2 separate regions of the Callithrix jacchus genome follow, and region 1 is linked to region 2. The links are chromatin contacts, called in public Hi-C maps. All regions are on one chromosome and are shown on one strand. Each heading gives the region's core, a stretch centred on a gene start, on an enhancer-like site or on the middle of the called end of the contact. The rest is flanking DNA. Distances are from core to core; before and after follow the strand shown. Region 1 holds the start of CTDSP1 (CTD small phosphatase 1). Region 2 overlaps PNKD (PNKD metallo-beta-lactamase domain containing).

Region 1 (5,599 bases), core at 795-3,294, 110 kb before region 2:
GAGTCCTGGGCCTTGGCCTCGGGGAGCAGGTACTGGACTGGGGTCTGCTGTGGGGAGGGCGGGGCTGGCTGGGGGGCCTCTCTCCAGGTCCCGTCCTTCCTCCTGCCCTCTCTAGAGGAACCCTGGAGCCAGGGGCAGATACCACCTGCTTCCCAGCTCTGCCCCTGCCAGCTCTGTGGCTTGGATAGGCCACCTGGCTGAGCCCTCTCTGAAAACCAAGGTAGAGAAAAACTTCCACCTATAAGGGAGAATTCAGTTTCCCCAAAGTGGGCAGAGCCTGGCAGGGGAGGCTGGCATCCTCCCACTCTGGACCTGTCAGGGTCCATAAGTGTGTGCTGAAAAGCTCAGTCAGGAACCCCTTCCCCTAAAGCCCTGAAGCCCCACCTGGCCCCCACACACCTTGGGGATGGCACCATTCTCCTCCACAAGCAGGGGCGACCCGCTGTGGGCGGGCAGGGCCTCTCCATCGTCCCGGCAGACGCAGCAGAACAGTGAGTGGAGGATGCCCCGGCTTCGGGGCTTCTGGGAAGCTGCTGACCTCTGGTCACCTGAAATAAGGAGGCCCAGGTTGGGGGCTGGGTGCACACTGGCCTGCAGAATCCTGCATGTGCGCCCAGGCATGAACCCCACCTGGGAGGATCTGGCCGTAGCCACTTCATTAAAGGAGACACACTAAGGCGGCTCCTGACTCTTCCTGAAATGCCCCTGCCAGGGGCCCCACAGTCTTCTCCAAGGCTCCTGCAGCTCCCCACAAGTAGGTCTAGCGGTATTAAGGCGCCCACCCACATAGGGAGTGGCTGCCTGGAGAAGGGGGTCCTGGGGTGCTCTTTCCCTGCCTCTCACCGCCTCCATGACTGCTGATGATCATGACCCCACTTTACCTGAGCCCTCCGGCTCAGGAGAGTCAGGGCCTGGGGCTCAGGGCAGTTGTCCACCCCTGCCCTCCCTCTATCCTCTCCACCCACTGTGGGACAAAGTCCTCACCCGCGGCTGGGCCCAGAGGCAGGGATGCAGGCCCACGGTCTGGGGCCAGTGTCCAGCGGCCATCTGCTTGCCCCGCCCTGCCCAGACCTCCGACCTGGAGCCCAGCAACCGCTGCCTGATTGACAGACACCCCTCTCACCCCACCCCCTCCGGCCCCCTGCAACTAGCCTTTCCACCTTGCCCCCTGCTCCGGGGCAGCCAGGCCCAGGTGGGGGTGGGCAGACCTGGGAGCAGCGTCCAGGTCCTGAGGTCCAGACAGGGAAGAGGAGGGGCAGACTCCCACCCCGGTCCAGCCACCCGGGGGCGCAGCCTTCCCCGGGCAGTGCGTGCCCACTAGGCGCAAGACTCTCCCCGCGGGCGCCAGGCGACTCTTGGAAGTGCTGGCCGTCGTCTCTGTGCCTCGGAGGGGCTCGGCGCCACCACGCGTGACGCGAAGTTTGTGGGAACGTGGCTGTGTGTTGGCGGGAGATCCCTTCAAGCCTCCCCAGCCCGCTGTCACCTCGGCGCCCCCTCCCAAGACCCTACCGGACCGCAGCCTGGGTGGGGGGGGTGGGGCGGAGTCTCAGCGGGTGCCCCATTGGTGCCCTCCTCAGCCCCCCCATCTCCCAGCCCCATTGGCACGAATGGGGGGGACGCCCATGCACCACGCAATGCCAGCCAGGGAGCCCCCAAAGGAGTCTCTCTAGTCCTGCCTCAGTTTCCTCACCTCTAGCGGACGGGAGCGCCCCAAAAGCGCCAGGCCCCGCCCCGCGTCTCTGAGCCTCCTTTGAGTTCAAACTCTCTCCCCGCTCCCTCACGGGCTGGGAGCTTCGGGCACTGTCAAGGCGGGCGCCCCGGGCGGCTCCCCCGGGGAAGATCCCGGCCCCTCCTCTCCTCCCACGGTGCCCCGGCCTCGGCCAGCTCCCCGCAGCCCCGGTACCTTTGCCCCGCAATGGGCCCCGAGCCTCCTCCTTGCTGATCTGAGTAATGACGGCCGAGCTGTCCATGGGGCCGGGCGCGCTCCGCTCCGGCCGGACTCTGGCCCGGGCGCCCGGCCTCCCCCCCGGCTGGGGCCGGAATCGGGGCGCGGGGGGGAGGGGAGGGGTGGGAGGGAGGGATCCCCGCGAGCTTCTGAGGGGAGGGGAGCCAGGTTCTAGGGGGGAGGGGGAGGGAGGGGGCGCGGAGGAAACTTTGTTACAACATGGAGTTTCCTCCCCGCGAGGCGGATGCAAACATGGAACCCGGGCGCCGTTTCAAGGCTCCCCCTTAAAAGGGCAACGGCTTCGGTGTGACCAGGACTCGGCCGCGGCTTTCACCACTTCAGGGACCGGCGCGGCTAGGCGGACTGGGCGGTGGGCGGGGCCGGGTTCCAGCCGCGCTCCAGGGGGCGTCGCCTCCTTTCCCGCCGCCGGCCGGGCTGAGCCTCTGCGGCTGCGTGGCAGACCCGGTACCCGGCCCACCTTTCCAAGCTGCCGAGCGCCCCGGGCCAAGGCTCGCCTGCCCGGAGCGCCCACGCCGGGGAGTGCGCGAGTGCTGCGCGGCTCCACCTCTGCGCTGAAGACCCGAACTAGAGGTTTCCTGGTTTCCTCCTTGAGGACTTGGGGATAGCGCTACCTCATCTGTGAAATGGGTCTTCTCTCCGGTCTGGTGGTCGCGGGGGTCACTTCGCAAGGACCTCGTGAGCCAGCGAAGGCTCTGCAGTCTTCAAGTATCTGTGCAAACCTCAGAATCACGCTCTTGAATGGGACGGTCGCCGCCCCCCCCGCAGCCCCAGGGCGAGGTGCCCCAGGTCTGTAGGGTGTGAAATTCCAACTCCCGGCCCTGGGAAGGGGCCTGCCGACCTCTCCCCGCACGTCCACCCGCCGGTCCCGGGCCACCGCGCGTTCCCGCCTGAAATTTCGTAGGCGCTGTTCCCTTCGCGTAGCCAAATTCCACCGACCTTGAGGAAATGCCACCTTCTCCAGGGGTATTCCCAGACCCCCTCCCCTGCCCGCGCTCGCTGGCCGCCCTGTGACTACTGGGGATGCGGTGGGGGTCACTGGTCTTGCTGCCGATCCCTGGAGCCCAGCTCGGCGCCGCACGCAGTGGGCCCAAAGTCCGACCGTGGGGACCTCAAACCAGACTCTCACGGCCCACCCCACCCGGGCTCCGGCGCGGTGCTGGCTGGCACTTGGGAACTGAGGTCCCCGTCTTCACGCGGGAAGCCCCTTCGTGGTGCGCGCCGTGAGTTTGCGGGCCGGTCTTTCCCCCGGTTTATGACGTCTTTTTCACTCGTCGTTACTATTTTGTGTTCACCATTTAAAAATTAAGAATAACGCCAAGCCCGATAAACACGCCTCGGCACTTCCTCCCCTCCCGCTCGCCCCTGGGGCCTCCTCGGCGGGGCGGAGCGGGCGCGTCCTGTCCCGTCCGGCCGCCGGGTGCAACGCGGCGCACGTCCGCCAAGGCCTGCAGAGGGGGAGCCGGGGAGGGGAGGCCCCGCGCGGGGGCCGGGAGGAGAAGGGAGGGGGGCGTTGCCTGCCTACTGGCGCCGCGGCTTCGTGCCCCGAGGCTAGGAGCGGGGGCGGGAGGGGACTGTCGGGGGCTGATCCTCCCCGGCTGGACCCCTCGGCCCTCCTCCGGCTCCTGGGGAGCCCACGGGGCGGCCACCATTGCGCTTCAACACCGTGATCGCCACGCAACGCTGGCGCTGTCCCGGGCCTGTTCTGGCTGCGCCTTTTAATCTCATTTACTCCTCAGAACCGCCTCCTTTTAATCCCATATCATAGATGAGGAAACTGAGCTTGAAGAAAGGAAGCGACGTGCCCTGGCTCTACAGGCGAGGAGAAAGGCGGGATTCCAGCCTGGGAGCAGAACGTCTGTCTCCCCTGCGGTCCGGCCCACTGGGTGGGGCTTCAGTCTTATCTCCGGATGCTGGGTCTTCTTGACCCCCAAAGGAAGCGTGTGGTGAGGGACTGAGTGGAGTCGTAGCCTCGCCCCTGGCCTGGGTTGGGTGACGCGCCTTCCTCTCCCTCCTGTTCTCCCACTGTGAAGGGGGCTGGAACCTGGCCGCTCTACCCCCACCCACAATTCCCAGACGGGCCGTCCTGAGCTCACCGGATTCCTCAGGGATCCCCCCACCTCCTCCACCCCCACCTATAGGCACTTCAAGCCTTGGCCCTTGCAGGTCTCTTCCCAGGGAGACCTAACCCCTCCTCCCAAGCTCCCTTTGCGGCCAAGGCAGCCGCGCCTTTTGCTTGGAGTCCTGAACTTCTCTTCCCGCGCCTCGGGGCGGGTAGTTACGGAGTGAGTCGCGAAGCTAGTAGGATTGCGTGGCCGGGGGCGAGGGGGGGGTCCTTCGGGTATCCTCATTGGGGTTGTCTACACCCAGCTGCTGTACCCCTCTATCTCTACAGGTGGGGGTCGCAGTATGCATTCTTATTTTTTTCTGTTTTATCGATTCGCACCCCACGAAAAATAAAATCTTGGGCGCCGCAAGTCAAACGGGGAGGGGCAGGAACGGGATTCAGCAAGGTGCTGTCTGGCACCTGTGGATTAGGAAGCGTCTCTTCCAACCCAGACCCTTCAGCTTCCCCATCTGCCAAATGGGGCTGGTAAAAGCCCAACCCAGGGGGATGAGGAGGGCGTGCAGAAAGTCGGGGTGCGCTCAGAAGGCTCCTGGGGAGTGCCAAGTACGACCACGCCCTCCCTGAGGGGCCTAAAGGGAGTTTCCAGAAGAGCACCTCTGCACCCCTCTTCCTGGTGGGTAGATCTGACCTTGGGCTGGGAGGATTAGAGCTACTATGGGAATGGGGGCAGCCCTAAGTAGGTGCCTTCCAGTCTCCAAATGACTGACCTTGGTGCGATCTCATCAATAGCCCTTTGCCCAGGCCCTGGGTAGCCCCTCAGCCAGCCCTCCGCGCCTTCTTGACCAACCTGCCCATTCCTCTGCGGTCCCCCCAGTCCTGCCCCACAAAATCTAAGACGTCCCTAGAAGGCTTCATGCATTGGCAGATGTGCGTACACAGGTACCCATGCTCCTGGCCCTCTCATTCCTCCTGGACAGTCCGGTCGGCACTTCCCCCCACCCCCGAACCGTGTTCAGCAAGATTCAGTCCCCTTCCCTGGCTGGCCTCACCGGCAGCGCCCTTCACCGCATCCTGTCACCGCGACTTGTTTGCACAGCTGTCTCCCGCCACTGGAGTGTGGGGCCCTTGAGAGCTGACACCTTTAATTCGGGACTTTGCCTCCCTCCCCTACTTGTAACACAGGGCCTGGCAAAGGACTGGCACTCAATGCCAAGTGAATTCACGAGAGGGGTTGTGTAGAGGGTACAACTGGGGCATTTCCAGGAGGCTGAAGGATCTGGGAGATGCCTTTCTTCGCTACACGTCCCCCATTCATTTTCAGCTAGCACCCATCTCCAGTGCCAACCCCAGAGAAGGAGTCGGGCGACCCTGTTGCCCAGGTACCCTTTGCAGCACGGCCCAGGTCGCACCAGACCGGTCCCATCCCTTCTCTCCTTGAGGGACCCACTCGCATCGTTGCCCTTTTAAGAAAGACGAAATTCTCATAAACAAGCGTCCGGACCGGAACGCGGAGCCAAGCCGCCTGCCCTGCTGGGTCCCTGGGAAATCGGGGGTTCCTCCAGGGGCAG
Region 2 (5,715 bases), core at 250-2,749:
TCATTTGGGAAAGTTAGTGATCAGTGCTTGGGTAGAGTGACACATTAAATGCAGGGTAATCAGGCAGCTATGAGAAGGGTTTGGAGGACCAATTAGTGGGGAGCCCTGGGGCTGGGCTGGAGGGTGGAGACAGAGAAAGTTCTCCAGATTCAATGCTCCAATTAAGTTTTCCCCACCCATATCCTTTAGGTTCCACCTGGGCCCACCCCTTCCAAGCTGCCACCACCCCCTCCCACCAATCACTAAGCTTTAGCTACACCAGTCCTAAAATAAACATCAGTCTAATCCCTTTTCCTCCCCCACCCCTCTTCCTGCAGCCATGGACTTGACTCCACTCTCCTCCAGATAGCGTTACCAGAAAAATACAAACGCCCAGCTAAGTGTGAATTTCAGATAAGCAACGAATACTTTTTTAGTGTTAAGTATTTCCAAATATTATATGGGGCAGTGGAATACGCTTATATGAAAAAAAAATTGGCCAGGTGCAGTGGTTCACGCCTGTAATCCAAGCACTTTGGAGGCCAAGGCGGGCGGATCACCTGAGGTCCGAAGTTCAAGACCAGCCTGACCAACAAGGTGAAACCGCGTCTTTAAAAGAAAAAAAAAAAAGCTGGGTGCGGTGGCTCACGCCTGTAATCCCAGCACTTTGGGAGGCCGAGGTGGGTGGATCACGAGGTCAAGTGATCAAGACTATCCTGGTCAACAGGGTGAAACCCCGTCTCTACTATAAATACAAAAAATTAGCTGGGCATGGTGGTGTGTGCCTGTAATACCAGCTACTCAGGAGGCTGAGGCAGGAGAATTGCCTGAACCCAGGAGGCGGAGGTTGTGGTGAGCCGAGATCGCGCCATTGCACTCCAGCTTGGGTAACAAGAGCAAAACTCCGTCGCAAAAAGAAAAAGAAAAGAAAAAAATTGTTTGGCCGGCACGGTGGCTCATGCCTGTAGTCCCAGCACTTTGGGAGGCCGAGGCAGGTGGATTGCTTGAGCTCATGAGTTCAAGACCAGCCTGGGCGACATGGCAAAACCCCATCTCTACAAAAAATACAAAAATTAGCTGGGCGTCGTGGCACTCACAGCTGTAGCCCCAGCTGTTCGGGAGGCCTGAGCCTGGGAGGGGGAGGGAGGGGAAGGTGGCGGCGAGCCAAGATCGCACTACTGCACTCCAGCCTAGGCAACAGAGCCAGACCTTGTCTCGAGAAAAAAAAAAGGTTTATTGTTTAACTGCAGTTCAAATTTAACTGGTTGCCTTGCATCTTTATTTGCTAAAGCTGGAACCCTACCCCAAGGGCACCACCAGAGCCTCCCTGACCATCCCAAACTCCCTCTAGGTGGCTGTTTTCTGGCTTCCCACTGCTCTCAGGGTAAAATCTCAATTCCTGGCCCCCTGCCTCCTTGCCCAGCCCTATTTCCTACCCCTTCTACCCCACTGCATCCCCCGCCTCCCATACTAGTTTGCTGGGACAACTGGCCCTAAGCCCCTCGCCCTCCGCCCTCTGCCTGGAGAACCCTCTCCCCTCCTCCCACTATGCTGGTTCCTAACACCCCTTAACACTCGAGTCAGATGTCAGCTCCTCTGAAGACCTTTCCCGAGCCCCCACCCCTTTCCCCACACTGGATTAGGAGCTTTCTCTGGGATCTGGAGGAACCAAGTGAATATTTCTTTACCTGCCAGCATTTGTCAAGCTGTCAACATGGTAATAACCTGTCCTTTTACTGGCTCTCTTAGATTGTGAGTTTCTTGAGAGCAGAGGCTGTGTCCTTTCAGCTGTCTTATTGCTAGAACTGGAAATTCCTGTCTCCTTGGCAGACAATAAGAGCTTACTTAATAATTTTGCAGATAAGGCCCAAGAAAAGAAACGTCGTTTATTGGATGCCTATTGCCCGCGAAGCACTGCTGCTCTGAGCCAGCTGCTTCAGGTGTTATTTTTGACCCCACGGTCAGAAAAAGGGCTTCGGAGGAAAAGCACGCAGCAAGGTGTGTTCCACTCCCCCAGTTGGGCAGATGTGAGTCACTGGTGATTGCTGGCTGGAAAGGGAATTTCCTTGGAGACCAACCATCCTGGTGGTTCTAGAAAGTGGAGGGTATTTTCTGGATAAGGGGCCTGCTATGTTCTGAATGCTGCTGTCCCTGCTCCATTCATTTGTTGAAACTTAACCCTCAATGTGATAGTATTAAAAGGTGGGGCCTTTGGGAGGTGATCAGGTCCTGAAGTGGAACGCTCTGGAATGGAATTCCTGCTCTTAGAAAAGAAGCTGATGAGGCCGGCTGCAGTGGCTGTCCCCTGCAATCCCAGCACTTTGGGAAGCGGAGGCTGATGGATCACGAGGTCAGGAGATCAAGACCATCCTGGCTAACCCGGTGAAACCTGTGGGTAACCCCCCATATAGGCACTGAGGAAGGAGAGCTAAGCAGAATCCTGGCACAATTAAGGCCTGAAGAATATCTCAGTTTATAGTGTTACTACTTAGTTATTTCCTTTTGCATAACCCTTTATATAATCATATATTAGTTTATGGAAGTTGGGCTTGAAGATTATCTGTTTATAGTGTTACTACTCACTTATTTGCCTTTATACAATCCTCTCTATATAATCACATATTAGTTCATAGTATGAGTGCCTCAAGAATATTTCCCTACATATATAAAAAATTATATCTTTGTTCATAATCGGAGGAATGCCTAGAGTATACACAGTACAGAGCATGAATTAAGAAATAAGCAGCTTATATCAGAGGAATGCCTAGAGCAGACACAGTGCAGAACATGATTTAAGGGAAAACAGTTATACTAGGACAAGAATCCATGGACCAGGCGGCAGCGTTCAGTATCGTAAAGATATCCGCTGTATGGCAGGCTTGGGGCAAGAGCCACTCCTCCTGATAAAGGAGTTGTAGGACCTTGCTCCAGTTCTTGTGGAAGGCTGCCCTCAGACTGGCAATTGCACCTTGGTGACTGTGAACTTTATCAGCTCTTGTTACTGTGCTGCTCGAAAAGCATCTTCCCATAGAACTCACTGGAAGCTGCCAGTAGGTGGCAGTAACCCTGACAGCTCTGTCACTGCTGTGTGACTTAAAGCATCCCCCCATAAATCTTCTTAGAAGTAGTTTACCCATAGACAGAGGTATTGCACACTGCACCCTGTTCACTGTGCACGGCCCACCTCCATGCCTCGGTGACCTAATGGGAATGAACCCCTTGCTGTGCACTGTCCATCTCCTAGCCCAGGTGACCTAATGGGGGTGGACCCCTTGTTTTATTGCTCACGATCCCATCACTATCCTTAAAGATGATTTCACTCACTGCCCTGCCTCCTAACCTATACACAATAAATACTTACGCTACTGGACATTCAGGGGCCTCGCCTGACTCTGCTCACAGGTGGTGTGGCCCCCCGAGCCCAGCTGTGTTTTCCTTGTACTTCTGTGTCCTGTCTCTTTATTTCTCGTATCCTGCGCCTCAGCACAGCATAAGGGACACCCCACGACCCTGTGGGGCCTTCAGCCCTACAGAAACCCCCGTCTCTACTAAAAATCCAAAAAAATTAGCTGGGTGTGGTGGCACATGCCAGTAGTTCCAGTTACTCAGGGAGCTGAGGCAGGAGAATTGCTTGAACCAGGAGGCGGAGGCTGTAGTGAGCCAAGATCTTGCCACTGCACTTCAGCCTAGGCGATAAGAAAGAGACTTTGTCTCACAAAAAAAAAAAAAAAAAAAGGAAGAAAAAAAGAAGTTGGTGGCCAGGTGCAGTGGCTCACACTTGTAATCCCAACACTTTGGAAGGTGGAGACAGAAAAATTGCTTGAGCCCAGGAGTTCAAGACCAGCCTGGGCAACATAGTGAGATCCTGCCTCTGCAAAATATACAAAAATTAGCCAGGTGTGGTGGTGCATGCCTGTAGTCCCAGCTACTCAGGAGGCTGAGGTGCAAGGATTAGTTGTCCCTGGAGGTCAAGGCTGCATTGAGCTGTGATTGTGCCATTGCATTCCAACCTGGGTGACAGTGAGACCTGGTCTCAAAAATAAATAAATAAAAATAAAGAAAAGAAAAGAAAAAGAAAAGGCTGGTGTGGGGGTGGTGTCTGTTTGTTCCTTCCTTGGCCATAAAAGGATGCAGCTAGACAATACCATCTATGAAGAGTGGAGGGAGCCTTTGTCAGACTCCTAACTGCAGGTGGCACCTTGATGTTGGATTTCCCACCCTCCAGAACTGTGAGCAATACATTTCTGCTGTTTCTTTTTCTTTTCTTTTGTTTTTTTTTTGAGACGGAGTTTCACTTTTGTTGCCTAGGCTGGAGTGCAATGGTGCTATCTCAACTCACTGCAACCTCTGCCTCCCTGGTTCAAGCGGTTCTCCTGCCTCAGCCTCCTGAGTAGGTGGAATTACAGGCATGTGCCACCACACCTGGCTAATTTTTGTATTTTTAGTAGAGACGGGGTTTCTCCATGTTGATCAGACTGGTCTCAAATTCCCAACCTCAGGTGATTTGCCCGCCTTGGCCTCCCAAAGTGCTGGGATTACAGGCATGAGCCACTATGCCTGACCACATTTCTGCTGTTTCTAAATTACCCACTCTAAGGAATGTTTGTGGTAGTAGCCCAGATGGACTAAGACAGAGCCCAAGTGTAGAGAGCATGAAAGGACGTCGGAGATCTGGCTGGATTCCACGGGGCCATGCATTTCACCTAGAGCTCTACTCCTTGAGTAAGGGGGAGACAGAAACTGAGCAGAACTCTACTTGCTCTGGTGAGATCACAGCTTGGGTGGAGACTTCCTAAAATGAGGTTCTTGGCCCACAGAATGTAAATTGAAGGGTGTATGGGGGAGCTAGCCCACCAGAATGGCCACCAGTCCTCTAAGTAATTCCTACTTAAACTATATCTACATAAATAAACATACGCAGTGTATGTATGGGGGACAGTTTTAAAAACATCTCTGTTAGGCCGGGCATGGTGGCTCACTCGTGTAATCCCAGCACTTTGGGAGACTGAGGCGGACGGATTACAAGGTCAGGGGTTTGAGACCAGCCTGACCAACATGGTGAAACTCTGTCTCTACTAAGAATACAAAAAAAATTAGCCAGGTATGGTGGTTCATGCCTGTAATCACAGCTACCCAGGAGGCTGAGGCAGGAGAATCGCTTGAATCCTGGAGGCAGAGGTTGCAGTGAGCTGAGATTGCGTCACTGCACTCCAGCCTTGGCGACAGAGCGAGACTCCTTCTCAGAAAAAAAAAATCTGTTTTGGGAGGCCAAGTGGGCCTCCCAAATTACAGGCGTGAGCCACTGTGCCCGACCACATTTCTCTGTTTCTAAACTACCCACTCTAAGGCATTTTTGTGGTAGTAGCCCTGACGGGGTAAGACAGAGCCCAAGTGTAGATTACTTTGAGGTCAGGTGTTTGAGACCAGCCTGGGTAACAATGTGGCGAAAACCCATCTCTACAAAACAAACAAAAACAAACAAAACAGAACAAATAAAATGAAATTAGCTGGGCGTAGTGGCACACACTTGTAATTCCAGCTACTCAGGAGGCTGAGGCTGAGAATCGCTTGATCCCAGGAGGAGGAGGAGGATGCAGTGAGGACATGGCACCACTGCATTCCAGCCTGGGCGACAGAGCGAGACCCTGTCTGAAAAAAAAAAAAAAAAAAAGACATTCAGTGGTGGTGTGGTGCTGGGCTGTAGCTATTAACACGAGATAAGCACTTGAAACAGAA

The links. Hi-C and Micro-C count contacts between places; a contact is called where the count stands out from the background.
Region 1: a contact with region 2 is called in a Hi-C map of induced pluripotent stem cells, with 4 times the contacts expected there. The contact joins the promoter of CTDSP1 here to the enhancer-like site in region 2. A contact is called at or near these places in 3 of 3 Hi-C or Micro-C datasets (induced pluripotent stem cells and skeletal muscle).

Annotation. Positions count from the first base shown.
Region 1 is chr6:140,148,235-140,153,833 of calJac240_pri, reverse strand. It overlaps CTDSP1 (CTD small phosphatase 1), which reads right to left and starts at 2,044. Exons shown (of 8, transcript XM_078328492.1): 1 at 1,904-2,044; 2 at 1,319-1,435; 3 at 400-548; 4 at 1-44. The coding sequence starts at 1,970. SLC11A1 (solute carrier family 11 member 1) reads right to left here. Exons shown (of 15, transcript XM_002749781.7): 15 at 5,157-5,599.
Region 2 is chr6:140,039,100-140,044,814 of calJac240_pri, reverse strand. The region is part of intron 2 of PNKD (PNKD metallo-beta-lactamase domain containing); the gene reads right to left. Among named protein-coding and RNA genes, the nearest start is that of TMBIM1, 4.2 kb to the right of the region's middle. Within about 2 kb of position 1,499, at least 6 of the 16 cell types and tissues checked have an H3K27ac peak or open chromatin away from gene starts, as enhancers often do.